Regions from separate parts of the Sus scrofa genome. Here region 1 is linked to region 2. A link is a contact called in public HiChIP or PLAC-seq data. All regions are on one chromosome and are shown on one strand. Each heading gives the region's core, a stretch centred on a gene start, on an enhancer-like site or on the middle of the called end of the contact. The rest is flanking DNA. Distances are from core to core; before and after follow the strand shown. Region 1 overlaps MBNL1 (muscleblind-like protein 1). Region 2 has its middle 150 kb from the start of MBNL1.

What was found. HiChIP or PLAC-seq counts read pairs in DNA pulled down with a chosen protein or histone mark.
Region 1: an H3K27ac HiChIP or PLAC-seq map of alveolar macrophages shows a contact between it and region 2. The contact joins two enhancer-like sites. A contact is called at or near these places in 1 of 47 Hi-C or Micro-C datasets (embryonic fibroblasts) and 1 of 2 datasets of contacts at active chromatin or transcription factors (alveolar macrophages).

What each region holds. Positions count from the first base shown.
Region 1 is chr13:92,574,425-92,579,519 of Sscrofa11.1, forward strand. The region is part of intron 3 of MBNL1 (muscleblind-like protein 1); the gene reads left to right. Among named protein-coding and RNA genes, the nearest start is that of MBNL1, 85 kb to the left of the region's middle. Within about 2 kb of position 1,402, at least 10 of the 83 cell types and tissues checked have an H3K27ac peak or open chromatin away from gene starts, as enhancers often do. A contact at or near this core is called in alveolar macrophages, where this site is marked.
Region 2 is chr13:92,340,743-92,345,838 of Sscrofa11.1, forward strand. No RefSeq gene overlaps it. Among named protein-coding and RNA genes, the nearest start is that of MBNL1, 150 kb to the right of the region's middle. Within about 2 kb of position 1,774, at least 3 of the 83 cell types and tissues checked have an H3K27ac peak or open chromatin away from gene starts, as enhancers often do. A contact at or near this core is called in alveolar macrophages, where this site is marked.

The DNA of each region.
Region 1 (5,095 bases), core at 152-2,651, 230 kb after region 2:
TTTGAAAGTTAAGTAGTTACTGCTAACTCAAAGGAAATGAAATGTCCTCATATAGGGCACTGTATATGATAAATGAGGAAGTTTTACTTTTCATTATTTGGAAAGGCAAGAGAGGGAATAATGGGGACCTCCCCAAGACAAAAGTAAATGATAAGATCTTGGGCTATTTTAACATAAGCAAATACTTAAACTTAATTTGACTTATATTTTTAGGAACTGAGGGTGACATTTTATGAATGTATTTTTCTCCTATAATTAAAATTGTTTTGTCAGGATTTTTAAAGGTGTTTTGGATTTTAGAAAATGTATAATTTCTAAAGCTTTGTGAACATCATCTTGTATGAATAGTCAGTGTAAATGGGACTAGTAAGACACCCCTTTCTCTAAGGGATTCTGTGACTGTGAGATAGTGAATGTGAATAAATGTTGACTTCACCAGAAAAATGTGTTTTGTATATCTGTTATGATTTATATAGCTTTGTTAGACAGGTGATACTAATGTTGTATATTTTAGATTATGTTATTTAAATAATCATTGTAATTCTAAAACTCTTCTCAAATGTTTCCTCTAGAACAGAAAATCTATTTTATTCATGTTCAGATAGTGTAAAATAGCTGTTATGATTATTTTAGATTAGCATAGAAGACAGATTCTTGGACAGATTCTTAGCGTATAATTAAAAGTACTTTTTGCAATTGAAAATCAGAAAGATAGAAAAATTTTACATTCTGCTTGTAAGTCTATGCTAACCTGTTAGCTATTGGCAAGTAAGAGATTTTTAGAGGAAGTGGTATTAGGTTTCCTTTGCTAGTACCTTATCAGGAAATTTGAAAGGAGACAAAAAAACTAAGCCCTTTAATTGTGGTATCTGGTAACTATGAGAATTAAGCTGAATTTATTTGAAGATCAAAATTGATATTTATATTATGACAATTGAAAGAATAGTTGCATTTTTGACTCGAGGAAATAGCTTAATCTGAGTAGCACAAAAGTTGAGAAAGAAGTATGGTCATTCATAAATATTGACTCTTTTAATCTGTTGAAAACGGAAGGCTAGCCTCAGGAATACAGTAGTAAAATTATAAGAGGAGCTGGTTAAAAAGTAAATGTTATGCAACATGAAAAGAATACCAGGGGAAAAATTGACAGAGTAGAATAACAGGAAGATTAGTCATTTCTGGAAGGAAAAAAAAAGAGGTGGGGAGTGGGGGAAGAAATATTTTAAACAGGAAGGTGGAACTGGAAGTACCAGTGCTAACAGACAGATAGGAACTCAGTTAAGGGTGAAACTGGGCTTTAAAGAAAGAAATAGTACTGGTTGCATTTAATTACAACATATAATGTTTATATTAACAACAAACAAAAACAAAAATGGGGAAATTTTTCTGTTAAGGATTAAGAGAACCCTGTAAAATTAAAGGAATGATGTTTACTCCTTAACTGAGCTGACTTGGCTTAGGTCAGCCAGTAGTGCCAAAGTGCATAAAAGAAAATGGATTTCTTTTAAAACAAACGAAATTGTACTGTTTTCAAGTGTTCGGTAAAATAAGAGTGTTTTGGACCTTTTAAAATATATACACTATTTGATTTGAAATATTTTTCACTTTTATATTTACCTATCTGACAGCAGGAGTAGCAATCTCCAAATACTTTAAGAATTATTTCCATAAATTCTCAAAAATATAAATTTTAACTCTTCATATCATATGAAATTTAGGTATAACCAGACACTGTAACAGAAAATAAGAAAGTAAACATCACAGGTGTGTGTATGTATGTACGTTGCTGAAATCCCATTAATCTTTAGCTTCTCCCCAAGGTATTAGGGGCATTCATGGATTTTGCCAGATTCATTTACTAACCTTTCTGAGTATTCTCATTTGCCAAAGGGGAATAACAAAATACCTGCTTCAGAGTTGTGTAATGAGGATTAAATGAACTGGTAGACATATACATGGAGGTAGCGTTTTATTTTTTTAATTTATAATATTTTATCCAGATATTAAATAAAAGCTTGTATGATGCATTTCCAGCTAACCAATCAACACATGGAAATTGTGACAGTTGCAGTCAAAGCTCTTGCTAATGCCTAGATACTTAAAATGTCATGATTTGTTACATATGTATCCACACTTGACACATATAAAACCATTGCCTCTGTTGGCCATTCCTTAGTAAATACAGTAAACAATAAATCACATAAAATATATTTTAAAGAAAGTAGGTGTCTGTATGGTTATTTAAGCAGGACATCAGGACAAAACTTGCTTATTCTTCTATCCAGAAAAAAATATGTTATTATTATTTAAAGGCAGAAAATGGCTTATGTATATTGAAATAAAGATATTAAATTATCTAATTTAGAGACCCCAGACTACTATTATACAACTATATAGGACATATCATTCCGTATCATTGAATTAATAGAAATGTGATATGCAGTCAGGTTAAGCATTTCCTGTTGATTTTATGGTTAATTGCAGTACTCTCATGCTCATGTGCACATACTTACTGAGATGAATTCTCATTCCAGCACAAAATAATCAGTTTGCATAAACACTGCTGAGAAGTTCTTTTTCCCTTTCTTCTCTCTTTCTCTCTTCCCTCTCTCCACCCTTACCCACACAAACGTAGACACTCTTTCTACACACACACACACCACATACACACTGCCTCTCAGGCATAACTGCATAGGAAATGTTTATTTTCCAAACTACAGAAAACCTTATCTCAAACACTGAAAGTCCTTCCTTTTCCTGGTTTAGAATACTAAGTCATACTCATAGAATTTCTTTGGCCAGCATTTGGTTTGTTTAAAGCATAAAGTTGTGAGGATGCAGTGACTCAAAAACTTGTAGTGCATAATTAGAACTTTTCACTTTTAGGTTACCAGTTCATATCTAGCTGACTTAGTTAAGGATTGGTTACAGTTGGTAGCTGAACCAATTGGTTCAGTTCCCAGAAGAAGCCGGGGAGCTCACTGCAACTTCTCCTGCTTTGATCTGTGTACAAAGCTAGAATTGATGATTATTAATGTATTTCTTTGCAGATAAAGCCAAGTTCAAGGAATTTAATAAAAAAGAGTTGACCCAGTAGGAGTTGATGAATAAGAAACTGTTAATTTATTCTTCTACAGACATAATTTCTACTCATTGATATATTTCTAAAAGTAAAGGGAGTTAAAATGATCAGAAACATTTCTGGTTTTAGTGCAGTGTCATTAGCAGCAAGAAGTGAGAACTGTAACTGCAAGATAAGTCAGTCAGAATATATATACATATATATTGATATAAAATTTGAATGAATGCATAAATGAGTCGTGATCTTCCTAGTCTATCACTTAGTAGTGCCAAGGTCATAAAATCATTTGTTATGCTTTGTTTTATGTAAAAGCCTATAGAGTTACTTTGTTTTTCTCACCCAAAAGATGCCAGAATGTGTTTTTGAAAAATTTTGAATAACTTTTGTGTTAATTCCGTGTTCATGTTGGAAACTGAGATAAATTTAAATCTTCTTGTCAGCCAAAGAATAAGTCAGATTTTGTGGGTACAGTATGTAATACCACTATCCAAGGAATTCTGCAGAGAAGATAGTTGTCTAAAAATTGGGTTAAGAATTGTCAGCTTCCTTCTTTGGAAACTTTTGATTGTAAAAATAATTGAGAGTAAATAGACTCTAATACATCACTTCAAGTTATGCCACATGGGCGTGTAAATTTCTCCCTGCAAATTGCCACCAAGTGGCTGCATTTCTTATAGCTGGTGGCTCAATTTTGACAGAGGGTAGACACCTTTACCGTAACTGTATTTTCTCTCTGAAGTTTTCATGGATTCTTGCAATAATTTATATCAGGTTAAAGTCAAAAATCTAAAGCTGGCCAAAATTCATCCATAGAGTTAGGCTTGCTGCCAAGTTAAGGAAATAGGTTGGTCTCAATATTCTTCACTGGTTCTCAGACGTATTCTGGGGCCCTAGGTGCTTGATTTGTGCTGTCTCACATTCCCTAGATGGCTTTTTTAACCCTCAAGAGCTAATACAAGGAAGGTCATTTCAGCTGATGAATATTCAAGGTAGTATCTTGGTCCAAGGTTGGTTTCATCTGGTATCTCAAGGGATGAACCTTGGATTTCTGAAGCTTCCTGTAAGCTCATAATTATTATCTTAACCCTGCACATAATTACATTTATTTGCCAATGATGGGAATAAAATATAAATATGACCAGCAGTGGTAATTCCCCCCAAACCAACTGACACTATGATGATGATGATGTTAGTGCCCTGTGAGTGCCTCTGAGGATATGATACACTGGAAAAAAATGTGAAAGCTGAATATGTCCTTGACTTTTTAAAATCTAAGAGTCACGTAAGATAATTATTAACTCCTTGATGATAGAATCATCAATGATAGAATTGTGTATTACATAAACTCATGTATTTTACTACATTTTTGAAAAAAAGCCAGGGATAGCAGATCCTCCTCCTTCCAGCATTCTGGCCAGACCTTTCATTTCTTTTTCCCTTTCTTTAAGAGTCTAATATACAATCAGTGACAGACACCCACAATTTTGGGAGCTGCATTCTCTGGATCCAGTGTTTACATTTGCTGCTTAGTAGCTGTATGACCTTTGGCAATTTCCTTCACATTCTTACCTGCTAAATAGGAGCATGTTTATTATATCACTGGGTTGTTTTGAATCTTAAAGAAATTAATACATGGAAAGGACTTAGGGGATTTTAGGGCACACCAGAAGTACCGTGTACATATTAGTTGTTTAGGTAAACTTGCACTACACAAATAAATGAAAACCAGAACTGATGCTGCAGTTTTAACAACATGGTTAAAAGCTTCAGGTCTGTAACTGTGTAGCCTAGGTTCAGATCACTTCTGAGCTCTGTGACCTTACTTACAGATGTGACGTAACCTGACTGAGCCTCAGTTTTGTTGTTTGCAAAATGGGGCAGTAATGATACCTGATCTGCAGTTGCTGTGAAGATTAAATGGAATAGCACATGTAAAGTGCTGAGTGTCTGGCACGTCTTGAGTATGTAATATGTGTTTACTATTCTGATTTTTACTTTGATGATGAAGTGAAC
Region 2 (5,096 bases), core at 524-3,023:
TTTTAAAATGAAAACAAAATTATAAAAATGTGATACAATATAATCTAATATTTAACTAAAATTTAGTTTATAATTGCATATCTTTTACTGACAACTTGTACTGCTATATAATACTGTATTCTATGTAAAACATTTTCTTTTTTAGGCATAATGATAAGGAGGATTATTTTTGCCAATATGAATATGCTTATCAGTTTTTTCAAAGATCTCTTTTAATTTAAGCCTTTGATTTTTATTTTATTTTATTTTATTTTTGTCTTTTTGCCATTTCTTGGGCCGCTCCTGCAGCATATGGGAGGTTCCCAGGCTAGGGGTCTAATTGGAGCTGTAGCCACCAGCCACAGCAACGCGGGATCTGAGCTGTGTCTGCAACCTACACCACAGCTCACTGCAACGCCGGATCATTAACCCACTGAGCAAGGGCAGGGATCGAACCCGAAACCTCATGGTTCCCAGTCGGATTTGCCAACCACTGCGCCACGAGGAGAACTCCCAAGCCTTTGATTTTTAAAACATTCCTTTTCAACTCCTATCCTGTCCTCATCCTTGTTAACTTTTCTTTCTCCCATTGTTAGGGGCTAACTTGCCAATGGCATCAAGTGAGATCTAAGTATTTCTCTAATAACACTTTCGTGGTCTCCATGGAATCCTGTATCTTTTGCAAAGCTTGAAGTTTCATTTGACAATACATTTGCAATACAGTGGCCTTGAAAACATCCAAGAATGGAGGCAGGCCAAACCACAAAGGAAGGGAAGTTGCAGGAGAGAGCTAAATAGATTTTACTATTAAAGAAAGATGGAGGTTAAAGGATGTTTGAGGGGAAACTAAATTTTCATGTAATTTGTTCATTCATGAATTTTTTGATTATCTGTGTAATTTTATAATGCAAGTCCTGAAAAACAAACACAAAGATGGAAAGGAACCCTGTATATAAGAAAAATGAGGTACCATTCAATTCAATTAACCACCCAAGATCCCTTAGAGAATTAAGAAGAAAAAACAACCAGCTCCACATTCCTTAGTTTAACCTAGCTTTACAAACCTTGATAGATTCATATAGATTATGCCATCAAAATTCCTGTGAACTAATTTATAAAATGATAGTCTACGCAGTCAAATATATCTGTATTGTACTCTAAGTACTATTCAGGCTGGTTTCAGGCAAAGCTGAGATGCAAAATGAGAAGATATTGGTGCTTGCCATCCTCAATTCCTGTTAGGTAATTTTCTTAGGTGCTTCAGTACTTGGTCTCTTTCTTATCTACCCTTCCAATCCTGCTTTTCTGGTTATCACTGGTAGCATAACAAACCTCACCACAACTTAGTGGCTTCAAACAGTAACGTATTATTATCTCTCATGATTCTATAGCTTTATTGACTCCAACTGGGTAAGTGTCACTTTGCAGGCTTATATATAGTTATGGGCAGATGTCAGCTGGGGCTACAGTCACCTAAGTTTCTATTGGCTAGACATCCAAAATGACTCATTCACACAGTTGGTAATTAATGATGGCTGTCAGCGGGAAGCTCATCTGGGACCATTGAGCAGAAGACCTACTCTTGCCCTCTCTGTGTTGTTGAGGCCTATAACCATGGTTTCTTCTAGGAAACCAAAACTACTGGAATGTTGCCTAACATTGATGAAGTATTTGTCTTCCAACAGTTTTCTTGCGTCAAATGAGTTAACTCAAAATAATTATATGAAAAGAGAAATATAGGGAAGTTTCAAAATGTACCACAAATGGCAAATGGTTCCTTAAGGGCTGTATGGTAAGCTCAGTGTTATACACATAGTGACTCATTTAATATTCGCAGCAGGCTTATGAGTTAGGTATTAATCTGTATATCCATTTTACAGATAAAGAAGTTAATGCTTAGAGGCAGTAAAGGACTTGAAGAATGTTTCAGAATTTCTTGGATTTCTTCCCAGATGTGTATGATATCCAGTAGTTGCTCTCAACCACAAAGAATACTGCCTCCCAGGCTTACAAAATCTGTGTCCATTCCTAAGAATATAGAGACATTCTGAATTTCTTTTTCTCCTCTTGTTTCAAAAGCCATTGAACTTTCATCATTTTATGAGATTATCAAATAAGATGTAAAATGTAATTTACCTTAACCTGCCCCTCATGGCAGACACAGTGGGAGATATGACAGTGAGATGGGGAAAAGGTGAAATAGGTTCATTATATGTATTATTTGGTCATAATATAATACATTTATATTATGCATGCACAAACACAGCATGTACACAAACACATTTTAGAAAACATTAAGCAGAACCTTTACATTTGGAGGCTGTAGAATTATCCCAGTTCAGTCAGAGCAGTTTCTCTATTTTACTCAAATTATAAACCTAGCAATTTGAACCAGGGCTCAAAAATTAGACTCAAGTTGAACTATAAACTGGTCCCATTGATATTTCCTTACTGAGAAGTACAAGAGGGAATTCCCATTGTGGCTCAGTGGGTTATGAACCCAACTAGTATCCATGAGGATGCAGGTTGGATCCCTGGCCTCACTCAGTGGGTTAAGGATTCAGCATTGCCATGAGCTGTGGTGTAGGTCTCAGATGTGGCTTGGACCCCACATTGTTGTGTCTGTGGCATAGGCCCAGCAGCTGCAGCTCTGATTCAGCCCCTAGCCTGGGAACTTCCGCATGCCACAGGTATGGCCCTAAAAAGAAAAAAGTATGAGAGAAAAATAAAATAAATAAGAAATTTCAAATATGTCCAGAATCTTAAAGGAAATTCTCTGTTCTATTGATATGTTTTATATTTATTACTGTCTAGCAGTTACTCTGCTCTCACTCTCAGTCTATATGGTTTAGGTGCTACTGACCCACTCTTCAGTTCTAGAGGTAAAACATGACATGGCACTTTCTGAAAAAAATGACTGTTTCCATGGCTCCAATAATCAATTCACAGATAGGCATGTGACAAAACCCCAACAATCAGAGTTCTCACAAAGATTTTTGCAAGAACTCTTTAGTTGAAAGCACTCTTTCTTTGTCTGAGAAAGCTAATTATGAGGTTGTAAATCAAGGCTTACCCTAGGCTATCACTAAGCAATAGAAATTGTTCTCATTAAATCCTCTCAACGCTATCTGTGTGCCCTTTGCAATGTGACTTTGCTATTTCTTCTATCAAGAGATAAGGTCTTTTAAAACTATGTATAAAGAGTCTGCATCCATTAAGAGTAAAGAAAAAATTGGAGTTCCCATCATGGCATGGTAGAAAGGAACCTGACTAAGAACCATGAGGTTGTGGGTTCCATCCCTGGCATCACTCAGTGGGTTAAGAATCTGGCATTGCCATGAGCTGTAGTGTGGGCTGCAGACCTGGCTTGGATCTGATGTTGCTGTGGCTATGGCACAGGTCAGCAGCTGTAACTCTGATTAGACCCCCAAACTGGGAACCTCCCTGTGCCGTGGGTGTGGCCCCAAAAAGACAAAAAAAAAAAAGAAAAAATAGATAAGGAGAAAGAGAGAGACAAAGAAAGTAAGATAACTAACAACTTCGAAGTCCTTTATCTAGCCTTGCATGAAGTCCATCCCTGGATTTTATAGATATATGCGTAGATAAAATCTATTTTCACTTAAACTATTTGAAATGAGGTTTTTGTCATATGTGCCCCAATAGATCTTGGCTTACTCTCCAAATTATGTGTTCTTAACAACCTCAATTTAAAATTGCAGAATTCATTTAAGACATGGAAACATATTTAGATAAGCTTCAAGCAGTAATTACTATCTATATATACATTAACTATTAAGTGAAATAGTTAATATTTATATATAACACATGGATAACTAAAAATTATATCGGTAGATATAGAGATATGGATCTATAATACTTTTTCTGGTATTAGTAGATTAATGAACTTTATAGCTAGTATCCTCAAATTCCAAACACATAATATTTGTAGTTACTGTATGCCCAACTTCTTGACCCATCTTCAACAATTGCAGTACACCTAAATTATGGAAATTCATACTTTGCCTACTTCAAGTATATTAAATACGGCTTTTTACAAATTTTGATTCTTAAATACATTTATATATGTTCAGTCATTCAACAAATATTCCATTGAGTATACTATTTATTGAGTATATATCATGTGCTAGACACAATTCAAGTGCTAGAAATTTCTTCATGAATAACATATAAAGTCCATTTTCTCACAGAGCTGATGTTTTATTGGGGATAAGAGACAATAAGCAAATAAATGACTAATTTATACATTTTGATAAGTGTTAGGAAGAACAAGAAAATAAAGTAAGAGAAAGAGAGGTGGCATTCAGGGTAGCCAAAGAAGATTTCCTGACATGGTGACATTTTAGCAACATAGATCTGAAAGAATTGTGTGAAGGAGCCAGCTATGAAAATATCTGGTTAAATGTGTTTCAGGAAAAGAAACAACAATTTGTCATTTATATTAAAATAAAAATATATGCATAGATAAATTCTGCATATAGAAGCACATAAAATTTTCATCACTTTCATCTTTTTAAAAAGTGTTATATTTTAAATATATACAATGTGAAACAACCTAATTGTCCATCAACTGATAAATGGATTAAGATGTGGTCCATATACACAATGGAATATATATTTCTCAGCCATAAACAAGACAAACTAATTCAATTTGCAGGAAAATGGATGGAACTAGAAATTGTCATGCCAAATGAAGTAAGCCAGAAAGAAAAAGACAAATACCATATGATATACCTTATTTGTAGAATCTAAAATATGGAACAGATGATCCCATCTAATCAATCAAACAAACAAAAAAACAAAATAGAAACATATCATGGTCAAGGAGAGCAGACTTGGGATTCCCAGGGGTGAAGGGAGAGGGAATGGGATAGATGGGCATTTGGGGGTTTTTTTGGATGCAAACTGTTATGTTTGGAATGGATGGGCAATGGGGCCCTACTGTACAGCACAGGGAACTGTGTGTGATTGGGTCACTTTGCTGTACAACAGAACTTGAAGAAACATTGTAAATTAACTATACTTTAATAAAAATACATACAATGTGAAGTACAATGCGATTAGACAGTACTCCAAGATATTACTGTTGCTGAAACTTG